3 separate regions of the Mus musculus genome follow, and regions 1 and 2 are each linked to region 3. A link is a contact called in public promoter capture Hi-C data. All regions are on one chromosome and are shown on one strand. The core of a region is the stretch at or near the end of the contact, and the rest is flanking DNA. Distances in the headings are between cores, read along the strand shown.

What was found. Promoter capture Hi-C pulls out the DNA fragments that hold promoters and counts their contacts. Capture Hi-C pulls out chosen DNA fragments and counts their contacts.
Region 1: a promoter capture Hi-C map of embryonic stem cells shows a contact between it and region 3. The contact joins the promoter of Dctn2 here to the promoter of Ctdsp2 in region 3. A contact is called at or near these places in 1 of 39 promoter capture datasets (embryonic stem cells), 2 of 484 Hi-C or Micro-C datasets (both in embryonic stem cells) and 2 of 9 other capture datasets (adipose tissue and liver).
Region 2: a contact with region 3 is called in a promoter capture Hi-C map of liver. The contact joins the promoter of Mars1 here to the promoter of Ctdsp2 in region 3. A contact is called at or near these places in 1 of 39 promoter capture datasets (pre-B cells), 2 of 484 Hi-C or Micro-C datasets (embryonic stem cells and erythroblasts), 3 of 115 datasets of contacts at active chromatin or transcription factors (embryonic stem cells, memory CD8 T cells and pancreatic cancer cells) and 1 of 9 other capture datasets (liver).

Annotation. Positions count from the first base shown.
Region 1 is chr10:127,264,387-127,268,606 of GRCm38.p6, reverse strand. Dctn2 (dynactin 2) reads right to left here and starts at 2,345. Exons shown (of 14, transcript NM_027151.2): 1 at 2,073-2,345; 2 at 1,125-1,193. The coding sequence starts at 2,108. Gm40800 (a long non-coding RNA gene) reads right to left here. Exons shown (of 2, transcript XR_872171.2): 1 at 3,906-4,220; 2 at 2,863-3,240. It also overlaps a transcript of Kif5a not described here.
Region 2 is chr10:127,310,383-127,314,447 of GRCm38.p6, reverse strand. Mars1 (methionine-tRNA synthetase 1) reads left to right here and starts at 2,662. Exons shown (of 21, transcript NM_001003913.2): 1 at 2,662-2,927; 2 at 3,914-4,004. The coding sequence starts at 2,819. It also overlaps the pseudogene Gm6283.
Region 3 is chr10:126,976,784-126,980,949 of GRCm38.p6, reverse strand. It overlaps Ctdsp2 (CTD (carboxy-terminal domain, RNA polymerase II, polypeptide A) small phosphatase 2), which reads right to left and starts at 2,233. Exons shown (of 8, transcript NM_001113470.1): 1 at 1,649-2,233. The coding sequence starts at 1,712. Gm40798 (a long non-coding RNA gene) reads left to right here and starts at 3,430. Exons shown (of 2, transcript XR_872169.3): 1 at 3,430-4,166.

The DNA of each region.
Region 1 (4,220 bases), core at 1,096-3,595, 290 kb before region 3:
CACACACACTGGGCCTGCTGACAAGGTCCCCATGACTTTGGCCACGCCTCCACTGAGATCTCCTAGCATCAGTGAGAGCCCAGCCTAGCTCAGCCCAGTTTGCTGTGGAGCTAATAAAACACAATCTATAGAGGCCATCGCTGGACCTCTGTACCCCCAGGACTGTACTGACTGCTGTTCATTCACCCTGGGCTTTCTCTTATGTTACCTATACGTATGCTAACTCCTATACTTCCTGTACACAGTCTAACAGTCATGTAAAAGGGCTCCTTTAGGGCATCTCTTCCTCTGCAATAAATTCCTGGTTAAAGTGTGTGCCCCGCCCCCGACTCCTTAGAGCACACAGAGCAGGCTTAATATATTACTATCGTCTTTTCTCGGCTGATTACAGTATTTATGTTATTCCCCAAAATGATCTTGGTCTGACCACGCGTGTGGTTTTCTGACATTTCCAAGTCATTTGCTTCCACCTTCCCTAATGGCTGCTACAGTTCAAATTCAAGTTCTTGCTAAATACTAATGAGAACTTAATTTAATGAGTGAAATATCTTATAAAATAAAAAAGGTCGGACTGGAGAGATGGCTCAGCAGTTAAGAGCATCTGGCTGCTCTTTCAGAGGTCCTGAGTTTAATTCCCAGCAACCACATGGTGGCTCACAACCATCTGAAATAGAATCTGATGCTCTCTTCTAGTGTGTCTGAAGACAGCTACAGTGTACTCATATAAACAAAATAAATCTTTAAAAAAAAATGTCTACTCCAACCTTAAACGATTTACTATGTTCAAGCTTTATAATTCAATGCACAGATTAGACCCTGGGGCCTAACTAATCACTAGTCCAGAATGTAACTGCTTTGAGATATCTCAATTGTATTTAATAAGACTTGGGTTTTACAGGTCTTGTTAGTTGTAATCTCACTGGCTCGACTCTCCTTTCTGGCATTGTTCATTGGTGGCTGCCAGCTGCTGGGCAAGGCCTTTGAAAGCCCTGAGACCTCCACACCACCCAGGCTGGGGTTGGCATACCCACTTATTGTTGTGGCTTGCCAGAGAAGGAAAAGGACCTGCATCTGGGGAGAAAGGTCAGAGTCCAGAGGGATCCTGAGGTAGCACACAGTCTTACCGCATCAAACTCTGCTTGATCATCCTCAGGTAGGTCGCTGGTTTCATAAACGTCTGGCTCATTCCTGGCCTGCAGGGAGAAGCGGTGACCACCCAGACTCATTACCCAGCATTCATCCCTTATCCCATTTCCTTTGAACAAGGCATTGCAAAACCTGACTGTCATTCAAGGATTCCGCCCTCCACCTCCCCTGTCAACTCTATGTCCGTTTCATCCAGTGGGATGACCACAGGTACAAACTGGGATCTGGGATAAAACGTCCATAGTGAAAGAAAGATGCTACCCTGAACATGGCTGAGAGGCCAGTCCTTGGTAATTATCTTGTCCTAATCTGGTGAGGGTTTCTTGAGTTAGGCCCTGCACATCACTGTACAAGGGTTGAGAGTGACTCAGGACCTTAGTTCTCAAGGTCCGGTGTGCCAACCCCCCGCCCCCAACCCTGAGAATGCAGAGAGGACAGCATCAACGGAGGGTACATGCCGGCTTGTGCATGAGGAGCAAGCACACAGGTGCTCGCAATGCACAGAGCTCCCCACTGGCACAAGGTTTCTGCAACAGTAACCTCTTCCCTGGCAAGATGAAGGCCACCAAGTGGCCTGGTGAGTTCGGCTGGAGTCAGGGTGCGGGGGCGGGCAATCGGGAAATTTGGGGCGACAAGGGCACTGTTGACATGGACGGTACAGACATTCGGGCTCAAGTGGTAAGCGCCCGGAGGCGATTTCTGGGCGGAGAAACCGGCTACTGCCAGAAAAAGGGCCCGACGCGGTCCAACGGCCCGGCCCAGTCGGGTCTGGAGTCCAGAAGGTGCTGCGGCCGTCGAAGGGCGAGCGGCGGGGACCCTTGGGGCTAGGGGGCTGCCAGCGGGAGGGGTCGCGGGCTGGCTTCTGTTGGGGGTCCTCGGGAGGTCGGGGGCGCGGTCTGGGGAGCCGGGCCCGGCCCTGTACTCACAATGCCGGGGAGATCGGCGTATTTAGGGTCCGCCATGGCGGCGGCGAGGCGGGGCTGGGGGACCGAGGCCTCGGAGGAGCCGGGGCTGGTGACCGAGTGGGGGAGAGGCTGGGTCCGGGTCCCCAGCAAAGGCGACGATAAGGGGAGCGGCGGAGGAGCAGGAAGTCTCGCGACAGGAGCAGGCCGGCAGGAGGCGGGGGACAGCAAAAGTCGCGAGGACAGCCGGCTACCACACCCCTGGACAGGCTGGGATTGGTGAGAGCGACAGGGAATGAGGTAATGGCGAGGAGACGCCGCCTAGCATTGTGGGATATGTAGTCCCGGTCTTCTGGGGCTTGGGCTGGAAGCGACAATAACAACGTTAGGGAGCTATTGCATACAGTTATCTCCTTTCGTTCTTAATAGTCTATGAAAGGAGTTTCATAATTCCTGCTTTAGAAAACCTAGAGATTGGTTACATGAAACCACACAGCTCGCCACGTTGTAAACAATAGCAAGATTTAGTAAACATTTAAAGAATAGAAAAATGAGGCCGTCTTTTCAGGTTAGGGCTTCTGGACAAAATAGAGGGACCCTAGTTAAATTTTAATTTCAGGAGCTGGAAAGATGTCCCAGGGGTTAAGAGCACAGTCCTCTTGTAGAGGACCTGGGTTCTATCCCCAGCATCCAGATAGTGGCTCACAGCCATTTATAATTCCAGTACCAGGTGCCCTCTTCTGGCCTCTGAGGGCACCAGACACACACGTGGTACACTGACATACATGCAGACAAAACACCCATACACATAAAATAAATAAATAATAACAATTTTTTATTGAAGTTAATTTCAGGTCAACAACTAACAATTGTTAGTATAAGCATGCTTCTTATATTTCTGATATGCATATAATAATCTGAAACCCAAGTTCGTCTGAGGGTGCTATTTCTTCTTCTTTTTTTCTTCAAAAGTCTGGACATCTTAAATGAAAAAGCGCTGGCTCACAGTCTGACTGAACTCTCCATGACGGTCATCAATTTCATTAATAGTTCCCCAGAAATTAGGAGGAAGGAATTTGACACAGGTCTCAAACTGTAGTTCAGGGTGGCTTGGAACTCACTTTTCAGTGCTGGGGATTGAACTCAGGACCTTACATATAGTAGCTTTGTGTCCAGTCAGCAACCAATCTTTCTGGAGGAGAGATACAGTATGGTTAATCCTCTTACTTTGCCACATCAATGCATGACAATAGAAACCCCAATTATTTAATTTAATTTGTTTCTTTGTGTGTGTGGTGTGTGTGCGCGCACACAGGAACGTGGAGATCAGAGGACAGCTGTTATGCATCTGCTTTCTCTCCCCACCATGGGGGTCCTGCAGATCAAACTCAGTCGTGTGGCAAGCCCCTTCACCTGCTGAGCCATCTCACTGACCCATTTTTAAAACAGAAGGAAAGGCTGGGTGTGGTGGCACATGCCTGGTCTAGTGAGTCCCAGAATCTCTATGTAGCTCCAGCTGTCTCAAAACAAGAACAGAAGAGGAGAAGGAGGAAGGGGGTTGGGGCTGGGATGGGAGGTGAGAGACAAATAGAAAACCTACTACGTGCTACTAGAGAAATAAAAAGGTACACTCAGGACAAAAGGAAGTCCTCAAGCCAGACACAGTGCTGTCCACATATATTCCTAGCACTTGGTAGCCTGGGTAGGAATACAGGAACAGGCTAGCCTGTGTAAGGACCCCCCACCCCCCACCCCCCCGGCCAGGTCCCATCTCAAAAATTAAAATAACCGAAAATAGAGGATGAACTGTTGCAGCTGTATAAAAACCTTGTTGGGGGCATGTGTGGGCACACATACCCACTGAATTCTTGCCTCGATGGACTGTCATTTTGAAGTCACTAAGGATGCCACCTTCTTGTCTCTAGAGGCTGGACGTTGGTATATTTCCTGAGCTTGCAAGATGCTGCAACCTTCAGAAACAGTGCCAAACGACCGAGGGTAGCGTTCCTGAATTAGGAACTCGCCATTCTCATTCCTGGCTTCTGCCCAAGCCTCGGCCTCTGTCACCATGATCTCCAGGTCATGTATTGGGCTTCTTTCTGTTGGTTCCCTTAAGAGTCAAGGAGTGTGACTAGTGAAGGCCCAGCTCAGCTGGTATCTGGCCGGTTAGGG
Region 2 (4,065 bases), core at 1,413-3,912, 330 kb before region 3:
CTACAAAGTTATCTTCTGACCTCCACACAAGCACCACAGCTGTGTGCCCACCTTGTGCATACACACATACTGGTTTTTGTTGGTTTTGTTTGTTTGTTTTTGGGAAGGGGACAGTGAGCTTTATTGATGGTATTCAAAGAGAGTAAGACTCCCTAAGCCTCTTCCATCATCTTTGGGGGCTGGAATGGAAACTGTGAGGGGGATGCTCAGTGTCCCGAGTTGGGACAGGGACTCCTCAGCAACCGAGGGCCTCTCTCTTGCTCTCAGTGTCCTTGCTGGGGTGGGTGGCCCAGGGTTTCTTACTCTTTGGAGGTCATGTAGCCCATGAGGCCCACCACCCTGTTGCTATAGTCGAATTCACTGTCATACCAGGAAATGAGCTTGACAAAGTTGTCATTGAGAGCAATGCCAGCCCTGGCATCAAAGGTGGAAGAGTGGGAGTTGCTGTTGACATCACAGGAGAAAACCTGGTCCTCAGTGTAGCCCAGGATGCCCTTTAGTGGTCCCTCAAATGCCTGCTTTGCCACCTTCTTGATGTCATCATACTTGCCAGGTTTCTCCAGGTGGCATGTCAGATCCACAACGGATACATTGGGGGTAGGAACATGGAAGGCCATGCCAGTGAGCTTCCCGTTCAGCTCTGGGATGACCTTGCCCACAGCCTTGGCAGCACCAGTGGATGCAGGGATGATGTTCTGGGCAGCCCCAAGGCCATCACACCACAGCTTTCCAGAGGGGCCATCCACAGTCTCTGAGTGGCAGCGATAGCATGGACCGAGGTCATGAGCCCTTCCATGATGCCAAAGTTGTCATGGATGATCTTGGCCAGGGTGGCTAAGCAGTTGGTGGTGCAGGATGCATTGCTGACAATCTTGCGTGAGTTGTCATATTTCTGGTGGGTCACACCCATCACAAACATGGGGCATCAGCAGAGGGGCAGAGATGATGACCCTTTGGCCCCACCCTTCAAGTGGGCCCCAGCCTTCTCCATGGTGGTGAAGACACCAGTAGACCCCACAACATACTCAGCACCGGCATCACCACATTTGATGTTAGTGGGATCTCTTCCCAGAAGATAGTGATGGGCTTCCCGTTGATGACAAGCTTCCCTTTCTCAGCCTTGACCATGCCATTGAACTTGCTATGAGTAGAGTCATACTGGAATATGTAGACCATGTAGTTGAGGTCCATAAATGGGTTGTTGATGGCAATCTCCACTTTGCCAACTGCAGAGCAGAAGGCAGCCCTGGTAACCAGGCACCCATTACGGCCAAATCCATTCACACCGACCTTCACCATCCTGTCTACAGGACGAGGCTGGCACTGTATGAGAAGAGCCTCATACTTTTTTTTTTTAAAGATAAGATATCCCTTTGCATGTGTTTATTTGGCTTTGTTGCGAAATCTCTCACTTCCCCCTCAATTTGACCTTTTGTAGCATAACTCTCATCTCCCTTTGCTGTGATTGTCTAGCTATATGTAAATGGAAGACTAGTGCATTTTCACTTTTATGTCAGGGCTTGCTTGGTTTATTTTTGTTTTTTTTTAATGTGTATCAAGGTCTTGCCTGCAAGTTGAGTGTACTATTTTTGGGCAGGTCTATGGAGGCCAGAAGAGGCACTAGTGTTACAGAAGGTTGTGATCTGCCTGTCATGTGTGTGCTTGGATGAGCATCAAGTGCTCCCGAACCAGAGTTATCTCTAAACCCCTTATTTTTAATTAAGAACAAAATAAAACAAAACAAAAACCACACACTTTTTTTTTTTGAGACTAGGTTTATAAAGACCAGGATAGCTTTGAACTCAAAGAGATCCAACTGCCTTCGCCTTCTGAGTCCTGGAATTAAGGGAGTGTCCCACCACACCCAACTCCTTTTTCTTTTATTTGTAAGGGGTTTCGAGTGCAGGGAGGTCTCTGCACCACATGCATGCAGTAATCATGAAGACCAGAAGAGGGCGCATGATTCCCCTAGGACTCAAGTTACAGACAACTGTCAACCATGCAAATGGGTCAAAGGAGAGTCCAGGAAAAGGACAGCCTGGCCTGTGTTCTCCGCTGAGCCATCTTTCCAGGCTTCCTCACTGATTTACTGACAGATCCCTAGTAGCTTAGGCTGGCTTGCAATAGAGGATAACGTCGAATTTATGATAATTTTATCACCACCTCTTCAACGCTGGGATTACAGGAGTGGACACACCACCACACAGTGTTGTGTACCGGGGGTGAACCCAGCGGTTTGCACATGCTAAGCAAACGCTTACTAACTAAACTACATTCCCAATTCCTAAGTAATAAAGGTTCGCGAGCCACATCCTTTGTGGCTGATGGACAGCCACATTAATTTCCACGTTGACACTAAAGTTTGCTCACAGTTCCCCAACTGATTTTTAATCTTGTAGCTAAATGCATCGCCACGCTCTCGGACTACCCGCACACAAACCAATTAAAAACTCCGATCCTTAACAACTTGAATCGGCGCGTGCGATACCACTTCAACGACCAGTAAGGAATCAGAAAATGCCACCCATCGCGTCGTCTCCATCGGATCGCTTTACAGCGGCCGACTTCAACAGTTCAAAGGACCCTCTCGGAGCCGGCCGACCCAGAGTGCCACGCTAGCCCGCACCGTCAACTTCCGGGTCTCGTTGGTAACCATTTCCTGTTTCGTAATGGTGCGTGATGGGATGAGTAGTCGGCTTTCCTGGAGCCTACCGCGAGCGTCCGGCCGACACAGAACTCCATTTCCCGACGTGCCTTGCAGCTTAACCCAGGAGCGGGAGGCCGGTTCCGATTGCATCAGCGTGGGCTCCGAGGCACGATGAGACTGTTCGTGAGCGAGGGTTCCCCGGGGAGCCTGCCCGTGCTGGCTGCGGCCGCGAGGGCCCGGGGTCGGGCGGAGCTGCTCATCAGCACCGTAGGCCCCGAAGGTACTGGAGTGGCTGCCGGTGGGCGGCGGGTGAGGGGTGTTCATCTCACAGTTGTTTGCCAGGCTCCAGTGCCCGTTCCCCAATCGACTCAACGTTAACTTTAGTCACGCCAACCTTTGTTTCCGTAACCCTTCTGAAGTTAGTTCCCTTAGTTACCCTCACTGTACTCTTCAAACCTCGTTTTAAGTCTCCCCTCTGGTTAGTTTTCCAGGACCCACCTATCATGGCAACTCCCTCTCAGCCCGGTCACTCTCGCGATCACCTCCAACCTCCCGTGTCGTTTTGGGGAAGCCCCTTTCTCCTTCCAGGACCTCAGTACAGACATGTGCACACTCAGTCCTTGAAGTTTATTGCGTATTCCCAGACAACTTTTTTGGGTGACTTTCTAAGAGTTGTCTGGTCAGATCCTCCCTGACAGCTTGACTGCAGCACTATTCTATACCTCTCTGTAGACTCTACCTCTTGTTTGCAGTTGGCAGTCTCAACTGAACACTAGCTGGCCCCTCTAGCATATTCCACCACCACCCCTCCCCGGTTAGTGTTCTTACCTTCGAAACTGTAGATTGAAAACCCAGGCCTCCAGCACACAATGTGACGTCAAATCATTTCTTTTAAGATTTACTTATTTATTTAATGTATATATGAGTACACCGTAGCTGTACTGATGGTTGTGAGCCATCATGTGGTTGCTGGGAATTTGAATTCAGGACTTCTGCTGGCTCCTGTCAACCCCGCTTGCTCTGGTCAACCCCGCTTGCTCAGGCTGCGCCCCGCCTTATATCTAAGTACACTGCAGCTATCTTCAGATTTACTGGAGGAGGGTGTCAGATCTCATTACGGGTGGTTGTGAGCCACCATGTGGTTGCTGGAAATTGAACTCAGGACCTTCGGAAGGGCAGTCAGTGCTCTTTAACAGCCGAGCCATCTCTCCAGCCTCCTCATTTATTTTCTTACCCCTGATTTTCACCCATTTTCCTCTGTCTCAGAGTGTGTGGTACCATTCCTTACCCGGCCTAAGGTCCCTGTCTTGCAGCTGGATAGTGGCAACTACCTCTTCTCTGCTAGTGCAATCTGCCGGTCAGTATTGGTTCTTGGTGTGGGGAGGTGCCCAAATCAGGGTGAATCACTAATCTTTCTG
Region 3 (4,166 bases), core at 984-3,483:
TCCTTTCCCATCCTGAAGCGTGGGTCCTATTCCTGGGATGAGGCTGCAACGGGAACTGAACCCTGGCAGTAACTGATAAACACAGGCAGCCTCCCTTTGCGGCGCTCAGCACTGCTGAGAGGCCAGCAGGAGAGGAGGTGAACTTGCTGCGCCGCCGATCTCACAGCTGGGTCAGTGATGCAGTTAGAACAGGGGACCCTGGCAAAGAGGAGGGGCAGGCAGGGCTTCGGCTCTCCTCAGTGCAGTCTGCTTCAGAAGGCCAAGAAACACGCACCGCTCCCCTTCCCCCAACCTAACAAGGAATTCCAGAGAGCCTGGGACACCAGCCCAGCTGCTCTGCCCCTAGGCTAAGGCAAGTTGGGTAGACTCCTTGGGAAGTGAACCCCAGGAAAAAGTGACCTGCTGCTTAGTATTAGTAGGGGATGACTACACCCAGGCCCCACAGCTGGCCTCCTTCCAGGCTCTAGGTCTCAGTCTACTCAATTGTGGCACGGGCCTTTTATGCCCCTCCGGAATAGAAAGAAAGGGCTGCAGCGCCTGAGATCTGGTTCCAAGAGCGTGCTCGCCTCTCAGCCTCTGAGCCAAGTGGCCACAGTCCTGGGAGTTCTCTAGAAAAAGAAAAAGGAGGGAGGGGGGCAACACTAGTCCTTACTCTGGGCGGAAATTTCTACCAGCTATCTTGAACACAATGCTCAAGGCCAGATGAACATAGGGGAGAGGAGAGTTTCAGGGGACCCCACTGTGATCAAACCGAGCAATCCCATTTTCCCAGCCCCAATCTCCTCCCCGCCCCCGCGGGAGGCTGAGGCCTCCGCTTCGCTCCCCAAGCACACCCCAGATAGGGCCTGCCTGCGGACGTCCCTGTTTGCTTCAATCCGACGACCTCCCCCTGCAATCGGGGTGGGGGGTCGCGAGCCTCTGCCCACAGACAAACTCGCACTTTTTCGCTGCGCGATTCAGAAACACGCTGGGTCTGATGCCATCCGGCGAATTATGTAACCAGGGACACCGCTCCCGGGCTAAACAAACGCGGCTGTGTCTGTGCAGCGGCGGCCCCGGGGGAGCGCACGGGGCAGGGAGGGGCTCCGGCCGGGCCTCGGGTCCGGCTTGTTTGCTCCGCCGAGCCGCGAAGAGAGTCCCGCGCCCGGCAGTGACCGCGGCCCTCCCCCCTCCCCCACCACCGCCCCCGCCTCGGGCCGGTGAACTTCGTCCCGAGTCCCCGCGCCGCCACCGCCGAGCTCCCGGGCATCCCGGTCCTGCGTGAAAACTCCGGTCCCGGTGGCGTTCCAGCTCGGGACCCCTCGTACCCTCCCCAGAGCCCCGGGGCAGGCGCGCAGCGGTGGTGGGTGGGGGAGGAGTGACCACTCCATCTCCGCGGCTCGGGTGGGGGCGGCGCGGGTGGCCTGGCGCGACGCGCGCCCTCCCGAGCCTCTGACTGCCCCCGGGGGGGGAGGGGTGGCCGGACGGGTGACAGCTGCGCGGATGACACCCTCCCGCCCGGCGCTGGCAGCCGGGGCCTCGCTCAGCCCCCACCGGGGTCCGAGAGCCCGACGGGTGCGCGAGGACCGACGGACCCCGGGTCCAGCCGGATCCTCCGCCCCCTCCCCGTTCGGGGGCGACACAAAGTTTTGGGAAGTTGCGCCCCTACCTTGCTTGGTGAGCACCAGGGCGTCTTCCCTCCGCGCCTGGGTGATGATGGAGCCGTGTTCCATCTAACAATCCCGCGGGCCCGGGCTGGCTGGGCGGGAGGACGCGCGGGCGGGCGCGCAGGCGGGCTGGGCTGGGGGGCCTGGGCGGGGGCCCGTCGGGCTCCGGCTCCCGAGACTCCGACTCCCGCAGCTGTTCACATCCCCCTCGCGTTTCCTCCCCGGGCCGGGAAGGGAGGCGGCCTGCACAGAGGGCGGGCGGGCCAGGCGGCGGCTTCCCCGGTGCCCCCAGCCCCGATCCCCCGGTGGCAGCTCCGGGCTCCTCAGTTTGGGTCCAACATGGAGAATCCGGAGCGAAAACAAGAGGAGGAAATGGGACACGGGGCGGTTTCCAGGCTCCCCCCTCCCCTCCGTACTCCAGATAAACAACCCGCGGCTGCAGCGCCCACCCCCGCGCTCCTCCCAGATCTTGGGCCGGCCTCTTCGCCGCCTGCCGGCGCGTTCCGCTCCAGGCCAGCGTCCTAGGCCCCGGGACCCTCCTCCGGCGAGCAGCGGGGGCCGCGGACCCTGCAGAGGTTTGCTATTTTCTTACGGAAAAAGCGAATCCCCGAGGGGGGTGGGGTGGCGGGCGGGCAGGCTGGCGGGGGAGACTTGAAACCGCTCCGGCACTCCGATTGGCCCGCTCGCAGAAAGGGGGCGTGGCCCCTCCTTACTATGCGGTGCAAGGACCCAACAACATTCCAGTCGCCACGGCCACGCCCCCGGGCCACTCCCCGCTTGCTGGGCTGCGGCCTCCTGGTCCTCTCGGCCACACCCCCTTCCCAACTACTTAAAAAGGCCACTCCAACGCTCCGCTTTCCGTGCTCGGTGCTGGGGTGTTTGTGTTTCCGACGCTTTACTCCAAGAAGGCTCAATGGTTCCGCCCTACGAAACCTGGGGAAAAATGGAGAAGCCAGATTGGGTTCGAGGCAGTTACGGTATTTCCTGCTTAGAGCCCAGTGCCTTATATAAGAATACCGCTGATATGTACCTGGGAAGGAGTGTGTAGGGGGCGGAACCGAGACTCCAGAGTGTGAGGAATGGAACTGACCTCTGGAAATGACACCTTATGTATTAAGGCCACCTTAGGTGCCAGCCCCTCCCACTCAGGCATCTACCCTATCCTCCCAGTCCAGCTCCCCCTCCCACCCCCAACTCCCATCTCATGGTTCCATCCTCAGTTTGAGGAGGATAGAGGTGCTTAGTGGACCCAGAAAGCTCTCCCTCATTTTTTAGGCCCAGGCTCAGGTTTGAACTCCCAAACTTAAGGTTTCTCAGGAAGGGTTTCTCCACTTGTCTGCTAGGAGTAGCAGCTCCAAAGAAGCAGTTTTAACTCTGTATCGGGTTGTTGTAAAAATTGTATGCTGTATATGCACCCCATTGCACCTGAAGGAGGTCTCTTCTATCCTTCCACAGTGGGCTCTGGGAATCAAACTCGGCTTTCCTGGGAAGCGCTCTTACTGGCTAAACCATCCCATTGACCCATTTCAAATGCTTTTTGGTGATGGATGAGTTACTATGATTCAAGGCCATAGTTCCTGGGGAATGGGGGGTGGGGGGCACCTGGTGGCTTTCCTACTGCAGTCCTCATAGCTAGACATTTGTGTCTCTTCATCTTGTCCAAGTAGGTCATAACCTACAAGGCACTATCATCATATGTATATATCCTATGTTCCTTACAAGTGCGAATGTTTCTACACACACACACACTGCTCTTTTTTCCCCTTTTTTCCCCCTTTTCTTTCTTCTTTTTTTTTTTTTTTTTTTTTTTTACATAACACCATTTTAATGAAAATGCTGTTTTTCTAAAATGAATGTGACTGTTAGAGAGGATCTGAATGATGCTTATGTAACCTCAAACCCTGAGTCTGGGTAGATTCTAATTCATTAAAGGAAAGGAAGCCGGGGGAGTTCTGACATATTTGCCTCCCACCTTTAAAACAATGGGATCTGTAAGGACTGTCTCAGCCGGTTGCTAAGGGACCTTGTTGGACTTTGACCCTGTGCTCCAGCTAGGCGGTTCCCTGCCAAGGCCTGCTCTCTTGTCCGTTGGATGACACTTCTCTCCTGTTCATTTCCTCTTCCATAGATAGTTTCTCCCCTGTAATATTTATAAAGTACTTCCATATATATTATTACCTGGCCTGTTTAATTTTTCATGTTATGGTTAGCAGAATAGATATGCTCATCTTCGAGAGGAAGAAACATGGTCTGGAAAGGGTTAATCGAGATTCATCTGAGGTCCCAGCTGATGAAGCAGCAGCAGCAGTGGGGAAACTGAGGCAGGCCTGTCATGATTTCGGGTCCTTCTACACACCTTCTCTAGGAACTCTCTGACGATTTAAAAGGCCCCTGGAGGCTAGGAATTGTGCTGTTCATTATTGGATCTCGTGTCTCGTGTATAACTAGACAGAATGAGAGGACCTTGTCTGTTTGTCCAGCACATGGTGACTCCGTGTCTCGGTGTCCTCTGTGCAGGGT